2 separate regions of the Xenopus laevis genome follow, and region 2 is linked to region 1. A link is a contact called in public Hi-C data. All regions are on one chromosome and are shown on one strand. Each heading gives the region's core, a stretch centred on a gene start, on an enhancer-like site or on the middle of the called end of the contact. The rest is flanking DNA. Distances are from core to core; before and after follow the strand shown.

Region 1 (7,952 bases), core at 1,812-4,311:
AAACTAATTCTCACAAGACACAGATGTTACTCTGCAGTACAGTCCATAACCTGCCATTGCCCCAGAACTTGCATCATGAATTGCAAATCAACTAAACGGGGGGGAAAAAAAAAAGATCACTGTCGCCATCATTCTGAAATGAATTTCTAAGATGGACATCCCCTTCCGCATAACTCTTTACCTTTTCTTCCTATGTACTTTGGAAAGCATGTACCTTAAGTGTAGCTCCAAGTGAACGCAATCCAGTGGAGTGTCTGGCCAACTTCAGAACCCGGAAGATCCTCATCAAGCGAAATACTTGGACAACTTTCCCCACATCTCCCAGCTCATAATCGCTGCCAACGGTCAAGTCTACCAAAAGGGTTAGATAAAACGGCAACGCCGAGACAATGTCAATGAGGTTTAATGGATGCCTGAAGAATTTCTTCAGGTTGGGTGTCAGAATCAGCCGTGAGGACACCTCAAACGTGAACCAGGAGATGCAGAAGTATTCCAGCTTGTGTAAAATGGGGTCATCTACAGGGGCCATATCCTCGTCCACTTGCTGGTATTCGGGCATGCTGTTGATGCACATGGTAGAAATAGAAATGAGAACGACACAAATTGAGATGAAACTAAATAATTTGCTAGGAATGGAGTAGCCAGGGTTTTCCATGGTGAGCCACAGGCGTTTGCGCAAGTTCCCACACCTTAAGTTATCAAAATACATGAGATCCTGGTTAACGTCAGAAATCTCATCCACAGAGGTCTCAATGCTGCTGGCTTCACTATCATCGTCCCAGTTGCGTCGCCTCCTTTCCAACTTGCGTTCGTGGTAACGGTAACTGCAACAGGAATCCAGGAAAAACTCACTGATTCCCCAGTATTCAATCTCTTGGGAGAAAGAGAAAGCGCACAGGTCGTTCATCATGTGGAGTTTCCCAGTCTCGTAGAAGTACAGAACGTAGGGGAAAAGGCCCGGGTTCCTGTCGAAATAAAACTCTTTGGACACCAAGTCATAGTCGTCGCAGATCTGGAGAATGGACTCTTCTGTCTCGCAGGAAAGCAACCGCCCCAGCCTCGTGTCTGGAAACTGAGACAAGGTGATGGGGCTGATGCGTTTTTTCATTCCACCTACGTTTATGTTAATGGCGTGATCTCTAAAATTGCCAATCCAAAACGGCTTGCTTTTGTGTACCATGGTCTTCGGATGTACCCTTGTGCTTCTGTAACAGAAAACCGTAGAAATGTAATTTCTTATAATCAGAATAGTGCATTATAATCAAAAATAGTGAACATTTTTATTTTTTGGGGGATTCGGAAGTCAAAAAATGAAGCCTGCCTAGCAGTCTAAAACTGCTAATATCTCTAACAAAATGAAAATTGCAAATTTGCTCAGGCAAATGTCAAATGTGAGGTGAAGTCTACTATACTCCCCTTTGGTATTCCTATTAGCCATAATGACCCAGACATGCCAGCAAGATCACTAATGAATTTGGATAATGAGCATTGCTTTATCACCAGGCATGCCAGTAAAATCACTGCAGTAAGTAGATTCAAATCACTTCAAGAACCCCAGGCATGTCAGTATGATCCCTGCAGAAAATGCATAATATGTGCTTTATTAACCCCAGACATGCCAGCAAGATCACTGAAGAACATGGATAGTGAGCATTGCTTTAACCCCAGGCATGCCAGTAAAATCAATGCAGTAAATGCATTCAGATAACCACATGAACCCCAGCTATGCTGTTGCAGAAAATGAATTCAAAACATTGCCCTGCAGTAGAATGACAGTTGGGGGGCAGTGGACTAGGGCCCTTTAAAATTCAGGAGCTAAAGCGGCTTCCTTAGTCATCTTGCCCTTAAAACAGTCGTATCTTACTATATAATATATATCATAGGGACCAAAGATAATTGCTTGAGAATGTAAGGTACAAATACATCACTATGGGCTGTGATTGGCTATTTGGTAGCCCCTATGTGGATTGGTAGCCGACAGGAGGCTGCCAATAAACCAGTTTTTTTTTTTTTTGAAAAAGAAGCACCTACTTTGAGGCCACTGGAAGCAACATTGAAGGGGTTGGTGAGCAACATGTTGCTCGTGAGCCACTGGTTTGGGACCACTGGTCTAACACATGGAGAGCTCCTTGACCCACTCATTATCCACATGATATGCCCCAACATGGTGACCCCCCACTAGAGGGGGGCCAGGGTGGCTTAGGGGGCTTTCTTGCAACAAATAATTTTTTTTCTCCCTTTTGGAGTGTGGGCTCTCTTAGCGGGTGAAATAATTACGGGATAGGTGTCTTTTAATTTATGGTGAGCCAAATTATAGAAAAAACAACCTTTTAAGGAAAGCATTCTGGATAATAGATCTAATTCCTCTACAATGAAAGCAAACAAAAACATGATTGAAATCCTGGTGTATATTCATTAAAACATCATAAAACCATATAATATTGTCTTTGACCCTAACACTGGAGGAAGAAAGGGTAAGTCAAAGGCAGATATTTTAAGGATCCCAAAATAGAATCATGAACACTGGTAGGTGATGATTTGCAGTAAAATTCTTAGGTCTCAAAGTATAGACTCACCAGTTTGGAGAAGGGGTCCAGGTGCACCGCCCTGAACCTTCAGTCGAGGGAGCGGATAACCGAGTAGAAAAAATGAGCAGAAACATTGGGGGCCACTTTTAAAAAAAATGCATCCTCAAGGGCCAAATTGATTGTGTTATCCAAGAACTTGCATTTATTAGCAGATTCCATCCACCACCTGAAATGATTCGGACTCTACAGATACAACCTATATTCATATAGAAAGAAAATCTTATCTTATGTGAAAAAAATCTGAAAATTCGTACCTGATTCAGAAAAATGCTGGTATCTTCATGGGACATCAAAAATCAAGTGCGGTTTATGGACGAGGTGTAGAGAATCCAGTTTAGAAGGAGAGAATGAATTACGGGGACTTAAGGCAGAGTCTTCAGAAGGACATCTTTGCATGAAACCATGGAAAACCTCTTGCAGAAAGAAAGGGTTCTGAAAGGATGGTGCGTGCCCTGAGACCTCCTATGTCGTCTGAAGCTCCTTCCAGCACACTTGGTCTTGTAGTGAGATCCAGTTACTTAAATATTGATGTACTGTACACACATTTCCAGGCAGCTGCCAGTAGGAACTCTTAAGGTTGTAAAGATGAACACGTAAAAGCCGTTAACCTCTTGAGTGGTCGGACGCAGCTGCTCGGCAAACTTTGCATGGTTCTCGGACGGTGTCAACTGCGATGGTGTTACGGCATCTGTCACTCATTGTAACCTGGACTGAATCCATGCTTCTGATACAAGCCAAAAGGATAGCAGTGACTCGGCACATTTTTAAAATTGAAAAAAAAAAAATCCTATTTCTTAAAAATTTTAAATTTTTTTTTAAATTTCAGAATTGAGTCGTATGATCAGACTGATCAAGTTCAGTTTTTCCGTTCTAGGAGAAGCTATTCTTGTTGGCAAGGAGACCATGTGGGTTATAAGGTTCAGCCTGTAAACAATATATAGTGAATAATGTACTCTCTATTGTAATATAACTAGAACAGAGATCCCCAACCTCTTGAACCTATGAGCAACATTCAGAAATTAAAGGAGTTGGGGAGCAACACTAACATGAAAAATGTTCCTTGGGTGCCAAATAAGGGCTGTGATTGGCCATTTAGTAGCCATGATCCTCTGAGTCTGCATGGTATTTGCTGTCATACTGATTTCTCTTGTTTATGTGAAAATCAAATATAATATTTTAAACATTTAGTAGCCCCTATATGGATTGTCAACCTACAAAAACAAGCACCTACTTTGAGGCCACTAGAAGCAACATCCAAGGGGTTGGTGAGCAACATGTTGTTCACAAGCTACTGGTTGGGGATCACTGCACTAGAAGAAGGGACACGTTTATTGGGCCTAACCCACACTCATACTTTATTAATGCACAAACTTATTTCAGGTTCTGTGTGTGGAGTCTGAAGCCTTTAGAACTTGAATTATTAACTTCTGATTGCTGGTGGGTGTATGTTCCCCTGTTGCACTATCCCTGTGCCAGGGTTTTACATAAACATAATAGCTATGCATTTTTAACACCGTGCTGAACATTAGTGCAGTCGTGCATGAGCTAAAGTAAACTTAGTGAATGGAGTCAAGTAGGCTTGGGATTGAGCAATGGAGTCTGTTGGGTTACTGTTGACTGCTAACCATGTGCCAAGTATGAAGAGGCTCAGCTCGCCCGACTTTGTAGTTATTTTTCCCTTTATTGTACCTAGTGTTGTAGAATATACACATTAAAATGGTTCTATGGTGTCTCTCTATCCATAGGGTATAAGCAAACTTCTATGAGACCACACAGTAGCTGTGAATGATGCCCTATGTTGGTGACCCTCTCTGGTAGAATTCCCTGTTTAAAGGCCTGATTTCTCTCATCTAATCATATTTGTTAATGTAATATTTGTTGTATAGGAGATATAATGTGGTTATTATGGAGGCCTTAACATTCCTTATGGCGACATTTATATGGTCTCCAGAGTATCCAGATTGCAGCACCACTTCTCGTATTAAGGTGTAGACATGGAGTGGAGGATTATTATTTTACCATAAGATCCCTACATAGAGTGGCCTCCTTATGCTGAACGTGCACCCCTTACATGGAGTATTCCACTGGTTTTATTTTTAGGTCCTGGTTGACCACAGAGCTATGGACGGCTCAAACCAGAAACAGATGGTGGTGATTTTACAGACTGGCTCCACTCTCATGGTTATTTGATTTAAAGAATAATCCATGATTAATCCGCTCAACTGTGTACAGCCTATATTTTAGCGGCATATGTTCCAGGCTTTTGTCAATCAGGCCGAAAGCAGTGAATGTGACAATGAGCGCAAACCGCTGGAAAATGAAACTATTCACCCATAAGTATTACCACTAGATGTCTCTAAAGTGCTACGTGACAGTAACGTTTCAGAGCCAAGGGAAGCCGCAATGAAATAAGTACAGACTGGCTAGATTAGGAAAAAGTCTGGAACCCTGTTAGCCAGGCAAATAGTCGCACCTTTAGATATTTCCTCAACTTCTGAGCAATGTTTCCAAAGCTTAATATATTTATGATCTTTAGCCAAAATAGGCCGCACCTTGCCATCACTTTTTCTAGACTAGCAAGGGATTGGACTTTAACTTTTGTTGCATAGGACTGCTGTATGGTTTGCCAACTTCAGCTGTCCAGTTCCCAACCCAACCAGGACCAACCAGCGCCAACCAGTAAAATGTACAGTTGTCAACTAAACTGTGATTTGGGTGATAATCCAAATAACCCGAATTCCTATTCATTTAAATGGCAGCATGAAATATGGCCTCAATCATGCCCCCAATGGGTTATCACTGACACAGGCTTAATTGACATCACTGCCCATTTGGTCAGGGCTGTATTTATATCTGAGTGGGCACCTGATGGTGGTTGCCCAGGGTGGTTGCTTTAGAGGGGTCTCTATAGATATAAAACAATCCAATCTGCAGTTGGAAGTCCAGTGCCTGTGGTGGCACTTGATAGAAATACACCTCTGCATTTGGCCTCCATCCAGGTCAGGGTTTTTGTCTCTCCTGGTCAATATTTGGTAAAATATTCCCACCCACCCCATAGGCTGTAAATATAGGAAAACATTGTCATCACGGGGTATCCAGGGCAGCAAATAAGCATTCACCATAGATCTTAACCCATTTTCTCCTTGGTTGACCACTGACATCTACTACTTAGAGTCCCCTTAGTAGGGGTATTTTTGCACCATCTTGTCTGGATTAGGATCTTTGTGATTCATACCATGCTTTCAATTGGATTATGGTTTTGATAATGAATTTTGCTTAAACATTCCTGGAGGACTATTCACCAGTAGAACCATTGGGCTCACATAATTAACACACAGAAAAAGAACAGGGCTATCTGGCCAATAGTACAGGGCCAATAGTATAAGTTAAAAAGGTCAATCTTTATTGGTCATAATTAAAAGTATAAATCCATCTCCATAGGCCCTACGCGTTTCATACCAGCAAGGTACTTAATCAGGTACTTGAGCCCTGAACCTTCAGTTAGGAAATTAAATACCGGTATACATGGAAGCAGGCAAGCACATCTTAGAACTCAATGAGAGGCCATAAGTAAAAAAAAAACCCAAATTCTTTTATTACATAAAAAAAGTCCCATAACCAGAAGCCTTCCACATTTCATGCCTTCTGGCACTTAATAATATTTATACAAATATATACATGTATATACCAATTAAGAGCCAAAAAAGCATAAGGCTTGAAACGTGTAAGGCTTTCCGTTTAGGCCTTGTTTAGGGGTTCTAAATCCATTTCAAATTCTGTAAAAAGTATTAAGATTCAACCTAAACCAAATTTATGGATTTAGTAAATGCCCTGATGTTATATTTTGCAGGTTATGTGTGTTTTTCTTGTATAAAATTTACACATTTACATATTTAAATTGCATTTTATTCCTTCCAAGATGAATACTTTGGCAAGATGTGCAAAATATCAAACACAGACACGTTCAAGTTTCTAAAAAAAAAATCATTTCGTTTATTTTTTTTTAATTGGGACAGATACACAAAATGTTACAGAGATCATTAAAGAAAACATATTGGTTTCTCACAGACGCCATTGCCATTATAGTTTAGTAATTCTTTGACAAACAAGACTTGTTATACCTAGCGATAAATGTCAACATTTTCAAACTGCCATTTTTTAAATTCCACTTCCCTCATGGCAGTTTCAAACATTCTCTATATACATAGATAGTTTCAAACAAAGGTTTTGTATGGAAACTTGGGCAGTTGTCACCGTTTAAGGGTTTGTCTGGAGTCCCAGGCCTTGTGTTTCATTAAAGTGCCATTTTTATGTGTGTGTTTATTTTACATCTTCTAGAACAGGGATCCCCAACCTTTTGAACCCGTGAGCAACATTCAGCAGAAAAAGGAGTTGGGGAGCAACATAAGCATGAAAAATGTTCTTGGGGTGCCAAATAAGTGCTGTGATTGGCCATGTGGTAGCCCCTATGTGGATTGTCGACCTACATTGAGACTCTGTTTGGCAGTACACCTGGCTTTTATACAACCAAAACTTGCCTCCAAGCCTGGAATTCAAAAATTAGCACCTGCTTTGAGGCCACTGGGAGCAACATCCAAGGGGTTGGAGAGCAACATGTTACTCACGAGCTACTGGTTGGGGATCACTGTTCTAGAAGCTTCTGCACTCACATTGGAGGCACAGCATGCATTGATGCTCCCAGCATAGCACAGACAGTGCAGGAACGTCCCATTTTAAATGCTGGCTTGTGCTTTGGGTTTCTCTGGAACCATCAAAAACCTTGTTGTGACAAGTTAGTTGTATTATAATGTCTGTGAAAATGATCTCTAGACAGTGGACAAGGAGACAGCCAACCCTAAGCCATTGCTTTTCACCAAGGTCTACATCTAGCCCTTGTGTTTATACAATGGAAAGTCATCTCTCTACCACTAAGGTGGCCATAGACGTTACAATTACGATATTTCCTGGAAAAGATGTTTTTCAATACAACACGTGTAGAGCTGAATCATCGGTAGAAACAATAGAATTCTACCAGCACTAACAATGGCCGATGTTTGGGCACACAACCAAAATTTTCTGTCCAGCCCAATTGACGAGCCGACCGATATCCAAATCTTCTACCGATATTGGTCGGCTCTTTTCTCACCATACACACACCGAATATCGTACAAAAATTTGTTTCGTACGATATTATCTGTGCGTCTATGGCCACCTTTAGTCCTAATCTAACAACTCAAGCAATGGCAAAGTAACCCTCTCCAGAGAGGGCTCTTCAGCTTTTCAATATTTCATCCAGGTAGGAGGTTGATGTGGACATGATGCTCCAAGCAAAAACACTTGTTTTGAAGGTAGCTCAATGTCATA
Region 2 (7,952 bases), core at 2,986-5,485, 150 kb after region 1:
CCAGAACCCTCTCCCTGGTCCTCTAACGTTAAGACCTGGTGGCACCTGAGAAGCGAAGGGCTCCTCCTAAAGAGAAAGGTGGTTGTTATAGGCGGAAGAGTGAGCCACGATTGGATCATGGCGCTAGTTCTGGGGTTGGGACTCCGTTCATAACAGTTTATGACAAAACAATCAGGTCACAATGGTCTCAAACCCATTATTTACAATGTATGGTATAGCAGCACTGCAGGTAGTCATGACTGAAAGGTTTGTGCCAGAATTGAAGCCTACAAATGACGGGTAGAAATGCTGAATTTTATTTTCTGAAGTTACAGTCCCAGCCTGTCCAGTCAGCAGCCCTATAACAAAAGTAGAAGTGGGGAGAAGTTGCTAAGAATAAACAAATCAAGGAAAGAACAGAGGGTGTCAGATCAGGGATAACAAACTGGATCAAAAATAATACAGAAGGAGAGAAGATAAAGTATGAGCTTGAGGTGACTTTCTTTATTTCCATTGTTGGTTCATTCTTATACCTTTATGTCTCACTATTTTATAGAATCAAGTCTAAATTTCGTTGTTTTTGTTCTTTTTCCCTCCTGATTAAAATTTCTTTAACTTTTGTTTATCAACTTCTCTCTCTTGTTGCTTCGGTGAACAGTACAAGGCAGGAACGTTTGCCTCCAATCAGGGTATTTCCATCTTGCCAGATGTGCTCAACTACAGTCTTCATTCTTGTAAAGCTCCACGAAAAACCCTCATTTCCTGAATATCAAAACATGCTCATTTTCAATATAGAGAAATTCTTTGTTTTTCCACGTGTTTTTACAAATATGTGGATATTTTTATGCTGTAGTAATAATGAGAATGCCATTGTGCCGTTACTTAATGATGGCTCTCTTTGTACCTTACCACTTGTTAATCATGGAGGGACTTGCTCAGTCCAGACCTGCCAGTCCCAAGGCTCTTTTTTATGTCAGAAAAGATATATGGTAAAAATAACTAAAAATAAGCCCTACATTCTCAAGACAGTAATTTCTTTACCTAAAAAGAACCAAATCAACTCTTTACAACCCTGTTTAACCTTCAATCTCTGTGCCCTGGTCAACCACCAAGTTTGCCCTCATATCTAGAACTAATCCACTTCTTCATCTGAAAATAAGTCCCTGTATTCTGACCTTGTCACTCTTCCCTGCTATAGAAGCATTCTGACCACGACTATTGATGGAGGTCATCCAACCTCAATAACCAATAAGAAAATGTTTCCTAAATACATGAATGAGAACTTGCTGTGGGTGGTCACCCTACATAATTCAACCCTTTTAGCCAGTCAACCAATTGCAGGGTAAAACTTTTTAAAATGAAGCATAACAAAAGTGGTGTTAAGGTGAGATAAGAGATCTCAAACCTGCTCAGAGGTGCTACAAGATCCAAGTGCAATGTCCGATTATTATGAAATGAAAAATATGATGTTGGACATACTAGATGTGATGGGCAATGTTGTTATTGCTCAGGAAAAAGAAGCAAAGAGAGACCACTTAAATAAAACCTTAAAGGCTTGTAGCTTTCTTCACACAGATGGTGAGTTGGCTATTGAATGACCACAAAAAAAAAGTAGAGAGTGTTACAAGGAGGTGACTGCCGTTTTACAGTTTACAATCTACTGGTGCGCACTGGTGAGACAAAGGTTTATGGTGGAAGATGGACCTTGTGAGAAAAGGTGGTGACTATGAAACAACCAGGAACATATGAAGACACCCTTTTGGGGACTGCATGATACCTGCTGACTTTTTGCAACCCAAGGGCAGACAGCCTAGATTAGGGTTCCCCAACCTTTTTTACCCTTGAGCCACATTCCAATGTAAAAAGAGTTGGAGAGCAACACAAGCATGAAAAAAGTCTCTAGTGTGATTGGCTATTTGGTAGCCTCTATGTGGACTTGCAGCCTACAGGAGACTCTGCTTGGAAGTACAACTGTTTTTTATTCAAACAAAACTTGTCTCCAAGCCTGGAATTCAAAAATAATCACCTGCTTTGAGGCCACTGGGAGCAACATCCAAGGGGTTGGAGTGCAACATGTTGTTCACGAGCTACTGGTTAGAGATCACTGGCCTAGATTATGGAAGATAAACACAGCGAGGCTTATTTATCTGGGCAAATTTGAACCTGGGCTGATGGCACACCAAGAGATTAATTGTCAATGATAAATCTCCTCTTCTGCGGGTGACTAATGTCCTGTAAATGCCCTCCCATCAGCGATAAATTGAATCGCTGGCGGTAAATCCCATGTGTCGCTTCAATTCTCGGAAGTCGTCTAAAGTTGCCTCAAGAGGAAACTTCTAGCAACTTTTGGAAACTTTTATGAAACTTAGTCCTAGTGAAATTACATTCTACCCTTCATTTTCAAATGAATTAAACTCAAAATATCTTGAATTTTGCTAATACAACTCTCATTGACGTCCAGATAAATTCACCAGCTTTTTAGATGCTTTTTTAGATTTTTTTTTGAGCTTAGAATTCCAATAAAAAAATAAATTCAAATGCTGATAAATTTGCCCCTTAAAACAAAAACAAAAACACTTTACATATAGCTTACATCCAGTAAAAAGACGTGTCCGAGCTCTTACATTTCTGCACAAAGTCAAATATTACAGGTTTTAACCTGGGAATTGTGGGAAGAGGAAAGCAAATATCACCTTTTTGCCTTTGGTTTGGTACTTTTATACCAAAAGAACCACAGTTAAAGGGATACTGTCATGGGGAAAAAAAACTTTTTTTCAAAATGAATCAATTAATAGTGTTACTCCAGCAGAATTCTGCACTGAAATCCATTTCTCAAAAGAGCAAACAGATTTTTTTATATTTAATTTTGAAATCTGACATGGGGCTAGACATATTGTCAATTTCCCAGCTGCCCCAAGTCATGTGACTCTGATAAACTTCAGTCACTCTTTACTGCTGTACTGCAAGTTGGACTGATATCACCCCCCTCCCTTTCTCCCCCCCAGCAGCCTAACAACAGAACAATGGGAAGGTAACCAGATAACAGCTCCCTAACACAAGATAACAGCTGCCTGGTAGATTAAAGAACAACACTCAATAGTAAAAACCCATGTCCCACTGAGACACATTCAGTTACATTGAGAAGGAAAAACAGCAGCCTTCCAGAAAGCATTTCTCTCCTAAAGTGCAGGCACAACTCACATGACCGGGGGCAGCTGGGAAATTGACAATATGTCTAGCCCCGTGTCAGATTTCAAAATTAAATATATAAAAATCTGTTTGCTCTTTTGAGAAATGGATTTCAGTGCAGAATTCTGCTGGAGTAGCACTATTAACTGATGTGTTTTGAAAAAAACATGTTTTCCGATGACAGGATCCCTTTAAAAGAGGATCGTTTTACAACACTGCAGCAATATGCGCTGTATCTATTTTTTATTAAAAAAAATCAGGTGCAAAATGTTTTTTTTTTCATGCTAAGAGTCAAGAACTGCTACCAACATCGTTCCTAAAGGAGGTAGATAATATATTTAATATATGTTGGTCCCTCCTTGATTTTTTTTTCTTACTATTTTAAATCCAGACTGCAGGGGACACTGCTGCTTTACATCACACTGGGAAAAAAATGAAAACATCTGGAAATGTATAGCATTGCTTTATACCAGGCATGGAAAGTTTTTTCTTCCCCCCCCCCCTCCGTGCTTAAATTTCCCATTTATTCTGGGCTACAATACTTAATTTTATAGAACATTTTATAATGTATTTTTAAAGTGCTACGGCATTACCACATTAATGCCATTTCGATTTTTTTTTTAATTTTTAATGGTTTGTTTAATTTGTTTTGGGAAATAGAAATAAAAGATCCATAACAATGAAAAAAGCCTATATTTAGATGTCACAACGCAATACTTAGGGTCGATTCAAAAACAATAAAAAATTAAAAAAGATACTTATGTTTACATTCTCGTTGAAGTTTATGTAAGGTTAATGCAGAATCATTCCCCCTCCCCCCTTTAAATGACATAATTTGAAGTTTCAGGTCCTACAGAATGGTTTAACATAGGGTATGAGTCATGTTAATGGAAAGGTTAAGGAAGATTTTTTTTTTTTTTTCTCAAGAAATATATCGCCCTTAAATTAGTTTAGACAGCATGACATCAGAGAGTAATTAAATTGGTTTTTGTTGGAATTCCGCTTCCAACTCCTGAGCTCAGGTTTGTAAAAGATTTCTGAGCACCTGCGAATCTCTGTGTGTGAAATATTTTCACTGGAATGGATTCAAATCTTAAAAAAAAAAAAAAAAAAAAAAAGGATTTACACAGAGGCAACATTACGCCATTCTTCCTCCTTGGAAAAAAAAAAAAAAACCTTCGGATTTAAACAAGACTCCTTCAAGTAGTCAGACAGTTTTGAAGCAGAAAAGAGGGAGGTAAAGTTTACCTTTCAAGAGCAACCTCTGTTCAGCTACACACTGGAGAAAGTAAGATTAGATCAGAACACATGTTACTTTTCACTATGGGACTGGATACCCACATTAAGCAAACAGATTTTAAAAGCAGAGTAAGAAGAAAGCTGTTTCTGCTGGCCTTGGTTTTCAGTCTCTTTCATGTTGTCTCATGCCAGTTTGGTGGAACCTTTGCCATTTGTTTCTTTGGTGATGTTCAAGAGAAGATCAAAGGATGAAAGTACTGAAATATATTCCTTTACTGCTTTGGTATCTGATTTGGGACTCCCTGGATCTAGTTCCTTTGGCACTGGGCCATTCTGAACAAAGTAATCCAGGAACCAAAGTAGGCATTGCTGTAACTGGAGGAAAAGAGAGAAACCCATTACCAAAGGTCAACGCAACCAGGACTGCAATCTTGGGTCATGGAGTTGGTCTTCAAAAGGGTAGGACCAAAGTTCCCCTTGTTCAAAGTAGAATTTTTCTCTCTAAAAATGAGGACTTCAAAAAACAAGCTGCCCGTAGAGCTATTCCACATGCCAAGGACAAAGTCGTTGAAAATGGGCAATCTGGGGTAAAAATCGAGACCCCAAGGCCTCCGCATGTTACCAGTAAGGCCTCTACCAAACTAATAAATATCCATGCAGATTCTGCTGGATTCAAACCAAGGAGACCTTCAAACCCACTGACTGAAAAAGAGCAAAAAGACTCTTTCAAGCACCCCCTCATTACGCCACATGAATACATGTTATCACTGTACCGGACTCTTTCAGATGTTGAAAGGAAAGGCATTAATGGAAGCTTGAAACTCGAGGCAGGATTAGCCAATACTATCACCAGCTTCATTGACAAAGCTCAAGGTAAGATGATTGGTTATATAATCTAAATAAAGTAATATTTAAGGATAAACATCTACTTTATTTCACAATAAGTGAATGTGTTTTTAATACAGGTTCCATACATGTTGGTACTAGATACAGTCATGCTCCTATAAGCCAAAATGAAAATGTTTCAGCTGAAATTTAATGTATAGAAAAAGCATTTTAGGAAATGTGGAGACCAAGTTTTAGGTGGAAAGTGAGTCATTTGTAGTAAAATATGTAAATAATGCCAACCTTATGATATGTTTTGATGTCGGGTGATATATTTTAAGCTTCGATGTCTTCTTATTAGTGTCATTTATAGTAAAAATTCATTTTAACAAGGTTTACTAATTTTGCCCTAAATCAAAAATGTTAAGGATTTGAAAAATATTACTGAAGGAGCTTGTTGATAATGGCAGTGTAGTCAACAGTCGTCGATGTACCTCCAACTCAGCTCCATCGTTTTTTCATAGGCTACATTCTTTAAGGTGTATGTGAAAGATCTTAATGAACGTGTATAACTGAACAGGTGTCGTATATCAAGTTCAAAATGAGAATCGCCACTAAATAAAGAACTTGCCGTGTCAATGTTACCCAGATCTTATTGATATATGGATAATATTCATGAGTTCCTCAGACAGTCATTGCCACCAGCCAAGAACCATCTCCTCATATGCTACTTTTTTTTTAATAAAAATATAATTATCATAATTCAATATTATTTCCAGTATGATATAGCAATAATACAAAATTTATTGCAGTCCAGCATTGCACTACATAGGAACCATAACAATGTAATTTAACAGAAAAAATTCCAAGTCAGAAAATAAATAATGAGTCTGCTTCCTCAAACAGGCAAAACATTGTTCCAAACTTTTCCTTAGACTGTAGTTAAAGGTGTTAGTATCTAAATAGCTATTCTCTTAAAGTAGCATTCCTACAAAAGCTCTTTATTAATGATAGATTTTACATTGCAGCATTAATGTTTCCAGTGTGATACGCCCGAATGCAGAGCTTTAAGATATTAGCCGGCCATGCTATTCATTTTAATCAGTTTATGTAATCCACCAACATGTGAAATGCGTTAAACACTAATTAAGGGCACTTCAGCAAAGTATTTCATAATTTATATTGTAAACACCTGAAACTAATAAAGAGACCGACACTCGGTTTCCTCGAGAGCAGTAAATCATGCGAATTGCCTCATGATATAAGTCATTAAGTCCTTCATCAAAGAAGGAAAAACAAGCAAACAAATTTTCACAAAATGTGGTCAGATATCAGCGCACCACGGCAGTGACCTCTTTTTCCTTACATCTAAAGGGTTCATTTACTAAAGCCTTGTATAGACACTTTAGCAGAACTGCCTTGGGTCAGGATTTCCATATTTACTTTAGGTATATATGAAGATCTGTTGTTTTTGTTTCATAATTTAAAGCCTAATTTCCACTTAGTAGGTTGAGAAAGAGATCTGAAAAAATGTTTTAAAAAGGTAAACATATTGGCCACTTGGTGAAACAAGAGATAGAACAAAGAGACCCAAGTGCATCAGATGTGTATCAAGATATACATGAAAACAAATCCATTACTGATTGTGTCACCATAACCTGCATGGGTTTACGACGTAGAATACAAAAATTCTCTAAAATAAATTGCTGTCTTTCTCATTTTTATTTGTTTCCCTAGATGAATGGATGGCAGCAGCAAGGAGGCAAAAGTATATTTTTGACATCAGTGCTTTGGAAAAAGATGGTTTATTAGGAGCTGAACTGCGTATTCTAAGAAAAAGGCCGACCGACACTAAATCCAACTTACCTGCCAAACTGTCGCAGGTAAAATTATACAGTTGCCCGGCGAACAAGAAGTCCGCTAGCCTTCTGGACTCTCGGCCCCTCAGCAGTATTGATACCCCAAAATGGGAGGTCTTTGACATATGGAAGCTGTATAAAAATTTCAAAAACTCTGTGCAGTTGTGTTTTGAGCTTGAAGTTTTGGATAAGGGGAAACCTGCAGATTTAAGAAGTGCGGGATTTAATAGAACAGGGAGGCAGACCAATGAGAAAGCCATTTTTCTTGTCTTTGGTAGGACAAAGAAACGGGACTTGTTCTTCAATGAGATTAAAGCCAGGTCTGGCCAAGATGACAAAACTGTCTATGAATATTTATTCAATCAAAGGAGAAAGAGAAGAGCCCCTCTGTCAACTAGGCAAGGGAAGAGGCCAAATAAGAATCCAAAAGCAAGATGTAGCAAGAAACCACTTCATGTCAATTTCAAGGATATGGGTTGGGATGACTGGATTATTGCCCCTTTGGAGTATGAGGCATATCATTGTGAAGGGCTTTGTGAGTTCCCTCTGAGATCTCATTTAGAGCCTACCAACCATGCAGTGATCCAAACATTAATGAATTCAATGGACCCAGAGACTACGCCACCAACCTGTTGTGTTCCAACTAGACTAAGTCCAATAAGCATCCTTTACACAGACTCTGCCAACAATGTGGTCTACAAACAATATGAAGACATGGTTGTGGAGTCCTGTGGTTGTAGGTAGCAAATATGTAACCTGCCATTGATTTGGTCTAAGAGGAACAAATAAACTAGGGTTTAAACAATAAACATTGTATAGAAAGGGTTTTTATATTAATGTTTCAGAACTGCATACATGATA

What was found. A called contact is a pair of places that touch in the nucleus more often than the background predicts.
Region 2: a Hi-C map of the XTC cell line shows a contact between it and region 1, with 3 times the contacts expected there. The contact joins the promoter of gdf5.S here to the promoter of kcns1.S in region 1. A contact is called at or near these places in 2 of 4 Hi-C or Micro-C datasets (the XL177 cell line and the XTC cell line).

Annotation. Positions count from the first base shown.
Region 1 is chr9_10S:3,593,406-3,601,357 of Xenopus_laevis_v10.1, forward strand. It overlaps kcns1.S (potassium voltage-gated channel subfamily S member 1), which reads right to left and starts at 3,062. Exons shown (of 3, transcript XM_041578834.1): 1 at 2,843-3,062; 2 at 215-1,205. The coding sequence starts at 1,180.
Region 2 is chr9_10S:3,744,824-3,752,775 of Xenopus_laevis_v10.1, forward strand. gdf5.S (growth/differentiation factor 5) reads left to right here and starts at 4,236. Exons shown (of 2, transcript XM_018237832.2): 1 at 4,236-5,280; 2 at 6,970-7,952. The coding sequence starts at 4,656. The coding sequence ends at 7,835.